2 separate regions of the Sus scrofa genome follow, and region 2 is linked to region 1. A link is a contact called in public HiChIP or PLAC-seq data. All regions are on one chromosome and are shown on one strand. Each heading gives the region's core, a stretch centred on a gene start, on an enhancer-like site or on the middle of the called end of the contact. The rest is flanking DNA. Distances are from core to core; before and after follow the strand shown.

Evidence for each region. HiChIP or PLAC-seq counts read pairs in DNA pulled down with a chosen protein or histone mark.
Region 2: a contact with region 1 is called in an H3K27ac HiChIP or PLAC-seq map of alveolar macrophages. The contact joins the enhancer-like site here to the promoter of MAP3K5 in region 1. A contact is called at or near these places in 1 of 5 promoter capture datasets (liver), 6 of 47 Hi-C or Micro-C datasets (adipocytes, alveolar macrophages, blood and 3 more) and 2 of 2 datasets of contacts at active chromatin or transcription factors (alveolar macrophages and skeletal muscle).

The regions. Positions count from the first base shown.
Region 1 is chr1:27,376,849-27,383,203 of Sscrofa11.1, forward strand. MAP3K5 (mitogen-activated protein kinase kinase kinase 5) reads left to right here and starts at 3,295. Exons shown (of 29, transcript XM_021072507.1): 1 at 3,295-4,437. The coding sequence starts at 4,014. LOC106508844 (a long non-coding RNA gene) reads left to right here. Exons shown (of 4, transcript XR_002342715.1): 4 at 1-725.
Region 2 is chr1:27,410,718-27,416,966 of Sscrofa11.1, forward strand. All of the region lies in intron 1 of MAP3K5 (mitogen-activated protein kinase kinase kinase 5), which reads left to right. Among named protein-coding and RNA genes, the nearest start is that of MAP3K5, 34 kb to the left of the region's middle. Within about 2 kb of position 4,559, at least 33 of the 83 cell types and tissues checked have an H3K27ac peak or open chromatin away from gene starts, as enhancers often do. A contact at or near this core is called in alveolar macrophages and skeletal muscle, where this site is marked.

The DNA.
Region 1 (6,355 bases), core at 2,045-4,544:
ACTGAATTAATATTTAATTTTATGTTCTTAGCTTTAAAAATACGAAATCCAAATTTAAAGAACACATATAATTTTTATAAATCCACGTTTGATTGCCCTGTATTGCCCAGTGTCCTCTATATCAAATTCTATGTAATAAACCTTTATAGAATTCAGTGCCAAGTTAAGACTTGACTCTTCATATGAATATGTGTCCTTTTCTGTGTTTTTATTTTGGCAGCCAAAACACAGACCTAAATTTCTCAATTGATTGAGTTCTTAATTTATCCCAGCTGCTTGATAACTCTTTTATTGGCTTCCTTATTGATTTCTAGTAATTTAAAATTATATTTACCTTGCTTTGTGTATGGCATTAAATCCCACTTGTCTAAAGCTACAGAGAAAGAAGGAAGCTTGTTAGCTAAGGCAAAAGCAAGCTAGGAGCTAGGAGTGTCTCCTACTACCAGGAGACCCGTGCTCATTTCAGGTTTAAAATTCACCATTTTGCCTCTTCAAGAAGAAACCTGAAAGCTCAAGATAGGCAAAGCAAGTCACAAGGCCAACTCAGGGTCAAAGAGTGACAGACACTCCACCTCTTGATGGAAGAAGCTGCAAAGAATTTGTAGCCATTTAAAATGGTCATGGGAGTTCCTGTTGTGGCTCAGCAGAAACGAATCCATGAGGATGCCAGTTCAATTTCTGGCCTCGCCCAGGGGGTTAAGGATCCGGCATTGCCATGAGCTGTGGTGTAGGTCACAGATGCGGCATAGATCCCCGCAATGCTATGGCTGTGGCGTGGGCTGGCAACTACAGCTCAGATTCGACCCCTAGCCTGGGAACGTCCATATGCCAAGAGTGCAGCCCTAAAAAAAAAAAAAAAAGCAAATAAAACAAACAAACAAATAAATAAAATGGTTCCCAAAGAGGAGACGTTGGAGGGGTGGGGGAGGTGGAGAGGATGTGGACTGGGGTTTGGGATTGGCATATGCACACTGTGGTATGTGGAGTGATTGGCCAACAGGGACCTGCTGTATAGCACAGGGAACTCTACCCAGTATTCTGTGATAACCTATGTGGGAAAGGAATCTGAAAGAGAATGGATGTGTGTATGGATAACTGAATCACTTTGTTGTATAGCAGAAATTCTTACAACATTGTAAATCAGTTATACTGCAATAAAACTTTAAAGAATGAAAACAAATTTAAAAAAAGGCTTTCATCCTTCCAGACAGACACCCCGAGGCATACACAGCAACCTGAAGGCAGGTGGGATTTCAGAATAGTGCCCCTGCCTCCGCACAGGCCCCAAATTTGGCTTGTAAGTTGAATCTACACTATTCAATTGCTTATCAGCTATAAAATGAAATTTCACTTGGTTTCACCTAATACACGTGGTGTAAGATTTATCAGCTAAACCATGCCATTTAGGTGGGAGAGCTTTGGGACCAAGAGCAGTAGTCTTTCAGTGTTGCATTGGGGTTTGTCTGCCAGTAATCAGTGACATCTCTAAAGTTATTAAATTAATCCAAAGTAAAACAAAGCCAGCAAAGTAAAACAAAATCATATATGAAAAATTGCTCAGAAAAGACCTGTAAGCAAGGCAATAGTGACAAGGTCTAAAAAGTTATGGTTTTTAGAATATAGCTTTATATGTAACCTTGGACCTTATTTGTGTCATCAAATGCCACTTGAGAATTTGGGCATTTTCGTTTTCCAGACGTGGTCCCAGTGACTTTCCTGCGTTTATTGTTTTGGGCCAGTATGAAGTGGAAGATTATCTACTCTCAGAGAAGTTTAGAGGCTTGACAAGTTGTTGGAAATATTAAAAGTAGTAAGCCTATCAACATTTTGTTTCTATATGATCACTGACTCACTAAGTATCTACTTTCCTAATGATATCAAGTTCAAAAGCAGATGTGGATCACACAGATTCCAGTTGCCTTCCGAGGAATTCACTGCCGTCATTTTATTTTATTTATTTTATTTCATTTTATTTTATTTTTTGTCTTTTTAGGGCCCCACCAGGGGCATATGGAAATTCCCAGGCCCGGGGTCAAATCGGAGCTACAACTGCTGGCCTTCGCCACAGCCACAGCAACCTGGGATCTGAGAAGAGTCTGCAACCTACACCACAGGTCACCCCAACACAGGACCCTTAACCCACTGAGCGAAGCTAGGGATCCAACCCACATCTTCATGGATGCTAGTCAGGGTTGTGACCACTGAGCCACGGTGGGAACTCTCTACTCCCACCATTTTCTAAACCTTTAGAAAAAGCTTTGCTTTATTTGGCTTCATTGAGGAGACAATTGTGCAAATACAGTTGTGCAGCTGCAAGGTGTTTTCCCACACTACTCTTTCCTTCCTTCTTTGAGCTCTTTACTACTCAACTGCTTTCGTCTTCCTTTTTCTCTGGGCTTGCGTGTAATTTGCAATAGTCTTCTTCCTTTTTCATAGAACTCATTCATCTCTGGAAAGTCCAAACCTGTTGCTTTATTTCACTGTAACTTTCACTGGTCTTCCTAAAGTTATAGCATTCTGGGGAAGTTCTCTGAGAACTTACACATCTGTTTTTGCTTCCCAAATAAGTAGATTTTTTTTTTCTTTTAATTGCGCTTAAGCAATCTAGGCATTTTTCCCCTGTGGTGCAATTTAAAAAAAAAAATAGAAATAATCACTTAATTTCCTACTTACATCTGGTGGATGATGATTTGCCAAGTGGAGTATAGAACAGGTTTTCTATCTCAAGTAAGTAGGCGTTGCGTTGCGGGAAATTTTAAGACCCAGATGGGAATATTACATTGTTCAGCAGTTGGAGCTAATCAATTACTCATTAATGACAGCAGAGCTATTGAAAGTTTGAAAATGAAAAGCACTAAGCGCAGACCCTATAAATTTACCTACCAGGCCACTTCCGGAGGGCGACTGTCACCAATAAACCGCCTGCCAGTTCAGGCCCAGCTGCTAGACCTCCCGCCTTGCGCAACGCGGGCCTCAGCGCTGCGCTAGTCCTGGCAGCGCCGCACGCGGACCCGATGCCGGCAGGGGGCGCTGGGGCCACGGGGAACGCTGCAAATGCCTCCCGAGTATTCGCAAGAGAGACTTTTGCGCCATCCTGCTATCGCGTGCGCTCCGGAATTTTGCCTACTCTAGGTCTTCTTGAGTGGGGTCCTGGTGGGTGACGGCGGAGAACCTTAGCCCCGCGTGGTGCTCGGGGCTGGGCTGAGGTCCGGGAGCCGTGGTGCGGTCGGTTGCGTCCGGGCCGAGCTTCCCAGCAGCGCCCTCCCCCGGGGCGGGCCCTGACTTTCGGTGCCGCGACGAGTGGGCGGCAAGAAGCCGGTGGCCGACACGCAGAGCGGCTGCGAGGAGCGGCCAGACTCGAGCAGCCAGGCTGGTGCTGGGACGGAGCCGCCGCGGCGATCGGCAGAGAAACGGGGCCAGGGAAGGAGGAGGAAATAGAGCCGATGAAGGGGAGCTGCCGCCGAGGAAGGGGGCGGATCCTTTCGGCGGCCGCGGCCGCTGTTCCGGGACGCAGTCCAGGGAGCCTGCCCGCCAGTAAGGTGCTGGCCAGGTAGCTCCCCACCCAGAGGGCGCCCTCCCCGGACCATCCCCGAGAGGCTGGCACGGAAGGAGCCGGGACCGCGCTCTGGGTGGCCAGGGCGCACCGCACCCCGAGAGCGGCGCCCTTGAGCCGCACCGCCGCGCAGGTTCGCCAGCCGACTTGTCCGCCGGCCAAGAAAAGGAAGCGCTGTCCCTTCCCGCTCAACCCGGCCTCCCCACCCCTTGTACTCTACACCCTGCAGCGGGCGAGCGGCGTGGCCACGGAGGCGCCGAGGAGGGGCGAGCCGCCGCCGGGCAGCGGCGTCCCTTCGGGGGAGAGGGCGCCGGAGAGGAGGCGGCGGCGCGGGGCGGAAGGCGCGACACGGGATGGCAGCTGCTTAGCCCGACGCGCGCGGAGCAGCCCCGAGCTGTGGCTGGCCAGACGGTGCGGCTGGGCGGGCGACGCCGCTGCCGCGACAACCCGGCCGGGAGAGATGAACGCGGAGGCGGGTGAGGGCATCACTTTCTCCGTGCCACCCTTCGTCGAGGGCGGCAGTTGCCGGAGGGGAGGAGCGGCGGCGGTGGCCGAGGGCGAGGAGAGCCAGCTGCCACCGCCGCCACCGGGCAGCTTCTGGAACGTGGAGAGTGCCGCCGCCCCTGGCACCGGGTGTCCTAGTACCACGTCCGCGAGCAGCACCACCCGATGCCGGGGCAACTCTGGTGGCGGAGGCGGTCGACGGACCACGGTGGCATATGTCATCAACGAAGCGAGCCAGGGGCAGCTGGTGGTGGCCGAGAGTGAGGCCCTGCAGTGCCTACGGGAGGCGTGCGAGGCGGTGGGCGCTGCCCTGGAGACCCTGCATTTTGGGAAACTGGACTTTGGGGAAACCGCGGTGCTGGACCGTTTTTACAATGCAGGTGCGTGTGCAACCCCTTCCCCATCCTCTGCAGTCCGGGGTTATTTCCCCCTCGCCCCCCCCCCCCGCGGCTGCCACAGGGGGAGAAATGTGTTTTGCGGGGCAGCAGGAAAAAACAATTTCTGAGCAGCAATCGTGCTTCCTACTTATTTACTTCTTGCCCCACCTTAAGGGCAACGAGCGTCGCTGCATGCCTGCTCTGGGCGCTCGTTCGCCACGCTTGGGAGAGTGTATGCGGGTGCAAGAGCCTGTGTGTCTTTGTGCGAGAGTCTGAATGACCCAACCCCGGCCCGCGCTGGAGCCCGGAGGTGCGCGTGGTCCTATCAAAGAACTTCTGTTCTTCTGCGGTGTGAGATACTTGCCCCCATCAGTCCGTCACGATTCACTGTTTTGGTCTCTCTTATGTTAGGTTTGGCCCACATTTTCCTTCTATATATACCTATGACTGTTTTAGATGATGTCCTCATTTTTTTCTGTGTACTTTTGAGAGGACAGAAATCATGACTTCTGCCACTCGGCCAGCTGCAGGCAGAGTGGATCCATGTGAATTTACATGTTATGTAATGATCTTCCCAACTCTGCCCTAAGTTTAGGGGCCTGCTTTCCCGTATCTTAGCAATTCGAATTTTCAAGTAATGACTTCTAAAAGCAATCTTGTAACTTACACTAAACTTGTGTGGTATCTTTGTTAGGATTTCCATGAAAGAACTGGGGTCTGTTTTTCATTACCCCTGATGAGCTGGGACGTATATAATTTAACACTGTTTAAAACACTGATAGGGTGCTTTAATGACAAAGATTAGATTGGCCATTAAAGTGTGCCCATTAAAGTGATTGCTAGGATAATTCATGAAAAAAAATATTTTCCAACTGTCACAGATTTCAGCAAGTGTCATTGTAATTCTAGCGATTTGTTAGCAAATGTTAGAGTTAAAAGCATGTTATTGAAATTAACCTTTAGCACCCTGTATAACCAATGTTGAGACTCTGTGTGTATTTTTTTAAGACATGTGGGCGTAAAGTTTGATTTAATAGTGGTTTCAAACAATAAGGTTCTTGCATGTCTGATCACATAGAAGGTTTTATATTCCAATCTTGTTTTCAGTTCTGATTCTCTTCAGTCTTTTGAAAACACCTGAAGTAGCCTTTGTCAGTTTGGGAATTTAGCCAAGCCGAATATTTTAAGAACAAGAAGAACTTCATGTTAAGGAAGCCAGACTAAATAAACTAGGACTTTCTGGTTCTGGTATATTTTACCATTTTGGGTTTCATAACTAGACATGAGTATCATATATTATAGCTTGGTTCCTTGTGTGGCTTGCTATAAAAATTAGATAAACATAGCTTTTCTAAAAATTACGGCACTCTTATTTTTGGATTGTAATTTGGAAGACACTTCAAAGAACTGAAAGATATGTGAGGAAAACGCCCAATGAGATACTGAGCCTATTTTTATTGCACTGATAGATTGGGTATTTTTATAAGGCTCTCTAAAAAAAATCTTAAACTCTAAGCTAATTTGAAAGAGCTTTCTATCAAAGCTTATGTACTGTTTATTCTCCAACTGCAGTCTCTGGGGAAGGGAGAGAGAAAGATTAGAAGGGACCAGACCTTTGAACTGTATCTCATTTAATCTTCCAAACAAGCCTACGAAGAACGTACATACCATCCTTCTTAGATGGGAATACCAAGGAAGTACTTACCATTCTTCTTAGATGAGGAAACCAATGAAATTCTTACCATTCTTCTTAGATGAGAAAACTAAGGGATTCATCACTGGTGCAGGGTCATAGGTAATAACTGGCAAGATTCCACTTCAGGTGTCTGACTCTAAAAGGTCCTGCTTTGACCTTGCTTCCTCCGTTTATCCGATCTGATTTATTCTCAGAATCAAGAGAGGGACGTGGAAAAATCATGTG
Region 2 (6,249 bases), core at 3,309-5,808, 35 kb after region 1:
ACTTTCATAAGCCTCTGCTTAACAAAGGTGTGGCACGTAGAAACATAAGCGAAAAATAGGATTCCTACCATGAATGTAAGATGTGCAAAAACTCAAAATATTTTTATTTTCTCAGAGGGAACTAACAGTTTTAATCAAGGCACTTAAACACTTAAACCTGATTTGATTACTTATAAATTATTAGAGTATAAACAAAGCCTTAACTTATCAATTTGCCAGTTGCTTCCTGCTAGTCTCTGTGTATTTGATTTTTCTAGGCTCAAGTAAGGGAGGGGTAAAAATGTTTGCTTCCAAAATCTATGGATCTAGGCTGACTGCTCTAACTACAAAAATTATTTGATATGCCTATTAAAATTGTGAAAGGGGTGGTCAGAGTCTATGGTTTTTTTTTGTTTTTTTTTTTTAATGGGAAGCAGAAGGTATTATTAGTCATAGTAGTAGCTTAGAATCCTGGAAGAATGCCTCAGAGAGCTATAGATGCAGCGTAAAGTCAGAGGCTGTTTTCATTTGGCTCAGTTTTCATCTTATAAGGTTATAAGACATCATAAAATATAAAAATTAATCAAAATAATAAAAGCGACTGGAAAATTCCAAAGCTTTGTTATGTAATGACTTTTTTCCAGTGCTTTAAAATATTATGTAAGAATAAACTTTGCAGGGGCAAAGAAGCTTACTTTTAAAATGCCTGCAGATTATTTAATTTTAAATTTTAGTGTGATGTAAGGACATCAGTTTTTAGGGTATTTAAGTAAAAGTAGAATCAAAATAATATTTGCTCCTAAATTACTAAAGTACCTAATGTACTAAAATATTTAAATAAACTCTTACTTTGGGTGCCTTATTAAAATGGGCATTAGTTAGTTACACAAAGGCTATTACTTTAGTTCCAATACTTTTATATAACACTCATGACTACTTTACCACTTTAAATGGTTTCATTTTTATGTTCTCTGTTTTATATCTAAAATATATTCAGGGGGAGTTTCCTGGTGAAAACCATAATTCAAAAAGATACATGCACCCCAGTGTTCATTGTAGCACTGTTTACAATAGCCAAGATATGGAAGCAACCTAAATGTCCATCCACAGAGGAATAGATAAAGATGATGTGGTACATATACATAATGGAATATTACTCAGCTGTAAAAATGAAAAAATGTCATTTGTACCAACAGGGACAGACCTAGAGATTATCATACTAAGTGAAGTTAGTGAAAGACAAACATTGTATGATATCACTTACATGTGGAATCTAAAAAAAGGATATGTATGAACTTATTTGTATAACAGAAACAGACTTAACAGACTTTGAAAATAAACTTACAGTTAGCAAAGGGGACAGATTGGGGGGCAGGGATGGACTGGGTGTTTGGAATTGGTATATGCACACTGTGATATATGGAATGACTGGCCAACAGGGACCTGCTGTTTGGCACAGGGAACCCTACCCAATATTCTGTGATAATCTATATGGGAAAAGAATCTGAAAAAGAATGGATGCGTGTACATGTGTACCCGCATCTCTTTGTCGCACAGCAGAAATTATCATAACATTGTAAGCCAACCATACATCAATAAAACTTTAAAAAATGAAGAAAAAAATATATTCAGGGGGAGTTCCCTGTTGGCTTAGAGGTTAAGGATTTGGTATTGTCACTGATGTGACTCTTTGTCACTGCTATAGCTCCGATTCAGTCTCAGGCCTGGGAATTTCCACATGCTTTGGGCATGGCCAAAAAAAAAAAAAAAAAAAAAAAAAAAAGCATATATTCAGATATTTCAAGGTATGAAGGAAGTCTCTAAGTTCTATAAAATGAGTTCTCTGATGAGTATGTCTAATGAAAGTTTAATTTTTCTTTGATACCTTTTTCCTTATTCATCCATTCATCTGAGTACCCCATGCCAGCCTCTCTGGTTATAGAAAGCCAGCGGTCAGCACTGCTGCTGCCTAACATGGGGTTTGTATAATTTTACAGGAAGGAAAAGTAAATTCAGTGTTCACAGAAAAAAAAAAAAAAAGCAAAAAGGCCTCTATTACTGCTTTATGTGTTGGCGACTCAGAATTATTTAAATATAGGCTTCCCACATACAAAAAAATGAAAATGTAGGTATTCTTTTATACAGCATTTGTGGTCCTGCAGTGTGTCTCAAGAAAATGTCACTCAATAAACAAGCAGACAAGTAAACAAATAATGGATCCCGGTTGGGATAAGTACTATGAAATAAAAAGAAGACAGCATAGGGCTAGAGCCAGGGGGTGTAAACGGAGGGGCAAGAATTATATGGAGGTGGTGTGGAGACAGAGCCTGAATGACATGAAGGAACCCTGCCGAGATCTGAAAGGAATGTGTACCAGGCAGTGGGAGCAGAGCCACCTTCTAAAACTCTACACTGGGGGAGTACCCGTCGTGGCTCAGCAGTAACAAACCAGACTAGTATGCACGAGGTTGCAGGTTCGATCCCTGGCCTTGCTCAGTGGGTTAAGGATCTGGTGTTGCCATGAGCTGTGGTGTGGGTCGGCAGCAGCAGCTCTGATTAGACCCCTAGCCTGGGACCTTCCACATGCTGCGGGTGCAGCCTTAAAAAGACTAAATAAATAAATAAATAAATGCAAGCCTACACTGTGACTTGAACCCGGGTCCTCAAACCCTTATGCTTCTCCCTGACTGCTACTTTCGTTGCCTCCAGCTGCTGGCCCAGCCACGCTGAACTTCTCCCCTTTCACAGCTCTGCTTTTGCATTAGTTCCTCTGTCTAGAGGGCCCTTCCTCTCGTTCCTTCGGTGAAACCACACTTCAGAATGCAGCTGAAATGTCGTATGTAACAACCCTCCCCACTTCTCCCACCCTCCCCTCCCTCTCCCTCCTCCTCAGGAAGACCTGGTCTCTCTTGCCTTATTGCGTCCTCTGCTCTGTCCCTATTTCTAATACAGCCCTTATCGATGTGATTGATAATTGATTTGTTTAAAACTCTGCTTCCCCTCTAGACTGGAAGTGCCTGAGAACACAGATGTTGACTTATTCAGCTCAGTAGCCTCAGTGCCTAGAACCATGTGTGGGGCATGGTAGGTGCTTAAAAAATTGTGCAATAGGGAGTTCTCATCATGGCACAGTGGAAACGAATCCGACTGGGAACCATGAGGTTGCGGGTTTGATCCCTGGCCTTGCTCAGTGGGTTAAGGATCTGGTGTTGCCGTGAGCTGTGGTGTAGGCAGGCAGCTGTAGCTCTGATTCAACCCCTAGCCTGGGAACCTCCATATGCTGCGGGTGTGGCCCTAAAAAGACAAAAGACCAAAAAAAAAATTTGTGGAATAATTGAATGATTGAGGAAGATAAAGAAGGGGAAATGGAGGGATGAAGGGAGGCAGGGAATGAAGATACAAATCTTTCTTGGAAGGTATGAAGCACACTGAAAAAGATAAATTAAAAGTAAGTAGAGGTGGAATTCCCGTCATGGCGAAGCAGAAATGAATCTAACTAGGAACCATGAGGTTGCAGGTTCGATCCCTGGCCTTGCTTGGTGGGTTAAGGATCCTGCGTTGCCATGAGCTGTGGTGAAGGTCACAGACACAGCTCAGATCCTCTGTTGCTGTGGCTGTGGTGTAGGCCTGTGGCTGCAGCTCCGATTCGACCCCTAGCCTGGGAACCTCCATATGCCGCGGGTTTAGCCCTAAAAAAAAAAAAAGGCAAAAGACCAAAAAAAAAAAAAGAAAAAAAAAAGAAAAAAAGTAGATAGAGGTGACTTTAATAGTGGAGGCGTTTTCATGAATTTCGTAGATTAAGCCAGAACCCCAGTGATTACCATGGTCACTGGGATTCTACCAAGGCATAACCACACTAAGGATTCACCTGTATTTCTAGGGTGGCAACCTTCTGAAAAGGGGAGTGGCTTAGCCTTTTCTTTTAAGTCAGTATGTTTTTGATATTTTACAGATTTGGTGGGTTGGATTACAAGAATGCAAACCTAAAGCTACTTTCTATATAACCACATCCCTTCTTTAGCAGCCTGGGCTGGGAAATGATACTCCAAGCCAGAAAACAAGAACTGTAACAACACCCTGTTTCCTTCCCAAGCAGTGTTCACAGCCCTTCTAGGCTGAGGTCACATTTTCAAGCTTCATAAAACATTACCGTTTGATTGTTGAGCAGGGTGGGGAAGGATTGTTTAATTCAGCACCCGCAGGCTATAATTGCCAACACATTTCTACACTGGAGGCTTTTGGATATTTTTATGTTTGTTGGATGGAAGGAAGAAGCAAGCAGGTCATTATCTACCAATATGTCTCTTTGTGAAGAAATTACTATATTTGGCCAAAGTCCTCACCCCTGTGTTTAACATTTGGCGAGTGTTTGCGTCTGTGTTTCTTTCGTGCTTGTAAACTCCACCTCTCCCAAATTCCCATGGGCTAGAGTAATGCAATCTGCAATTCCTTTTACTAATCTGTGATTTATACTCAGAAAGATATTGCTGTAATCCCCAAATAAAAGCTTATCCTGCGTGGGAAGATACAGGCTGACGGGGCTTTGGGTGACCTCATCCAAAATGAAGGTGGTAAAGTCGTAAACCAGAAGAGCAGCCAGAGCCCAAGGAGAAGCAAAGTTTATGAGCAGATTTCAGTAGAGCACTTGAATCAGACCAGAGGAATGCTGTTCTGGGAGGACTAAGCAGCAAAGAAGAGGGAGGGGGAAAAACAAAAATAAAAACAGGAAAAAAAAAAAAATGAAATGCACTCACTGGGGTTAAAAGTCATGAGAAAACTTGACCTGACAAGGATTCCCAAAGAGGAGAACAAATTTTCTGTTTAGTCATTCTGACAAGCGAAATTGCTAAGTTACTTCCAAAAGTCCAGAAGTTTGAACATCCCTGAAATAGTGAGATGAGTGGGAAATTTTGTCGGCGTCATCGTTGTTGTTGCTGCTGTTGTTGTTGTTTAGGGTGGCAACCTGGGCTTATGGAAGTTCCCAGGCTAGGGGTCAATTGGAGCTGCAGCTGCGGGCCTACACCGCAGCCTCAGGAATGCAGGATCCAAGCTGCCTCTGCAACCCACACCACAGCTCATGGCAAAGCCAGATCCTTCACCCACAGAGAGAGCCCAAGGATTGAACCCGCAACCTCATGGATACTAGTTGGGTTTGTTACCACTGAGCCACAACAGGAACTCCCTTGTGAGAAATTTGGTATTTGGTTGTTGACCCTTAGAAGCTGCAGACAGTTGTATAAAGACACTTCAGGACAAGGACTTAGAACTACTTTCTTCAGAGAGGTGAAGACAATGAAATGTGTGAGATGACAGCTTTTGGCAAGTTTAAAACCCTTTTTCTCCCCATCAGTTGAAACCAAAGATAAGCTAAGGAGAAAAGGAAGACTTGTTTTTTAGTCTAGACATAAAAATACCTTTTTAAGAGTATTTCTTAGTATACCTTTTAAGATACCATGTGATCTTATTGAGGAAGTAATGTGACAAGTTATTTTTTATGACAAAAATACTTAAATGCATCACAAACTCTATCAATTCATCCCTTCATCGTGAAGAACTATTGGTGCTCGACAGCTCTTTGAGACGCCAAACTGGCATGAAAAGAGAGGGTTTTGTCTCTCAGAGGACAGTACAGCATGTTTTTGACCCACTCTGTATGGCTGATGAAAAAATCGAAGGGTGGGGGCTGTGACTTTTCCCAGAGTTAATGGAGTGGAGAGAAGGTGACCACACCTTGTCCCGAGTTGATGAGTATGCTGGGTTAGGGGCGTTTGTGTAATGATGGCTGTTTTTATGTTGAGAAGTTGCAAGAGGATGACTTTGAAGGTGCATCAGTAGGTGGTTCACCAAAACAGCTGCTCACTGAGAGCTGCATTGGGCAGCCCCTTAAACAGTGGATGGAGATGTGCTGCAGAGCACAGACTCCACCAGCCCCCTCTGTCCCTCATTTCTCACTCCAGCGTGATTCACTCAGTGACCCAGTCACTTGGGAAACATCCTGTGTGCATATATGATGCTCATGAATTAGACCCATTCTTTCCTGGGAGCTCACATCCTATTAGACAAGACTAAGAAATCAGTGATAGGCCCATGGTATTACACACTTGACTTGGTGTGGGGGTGGCAGAAGATCTAATAGGAGGTGATTTTTGAACTCAGCCTTTTGGAAGGTGAGTGAGCATTCTGTAGGTGCCGAAGGGTCATCTGGCTGTGGGCATGAACATGGTCCAGAGATCTTAAAGTCTAGAGCCACGTTAGACAACAGCACATGCC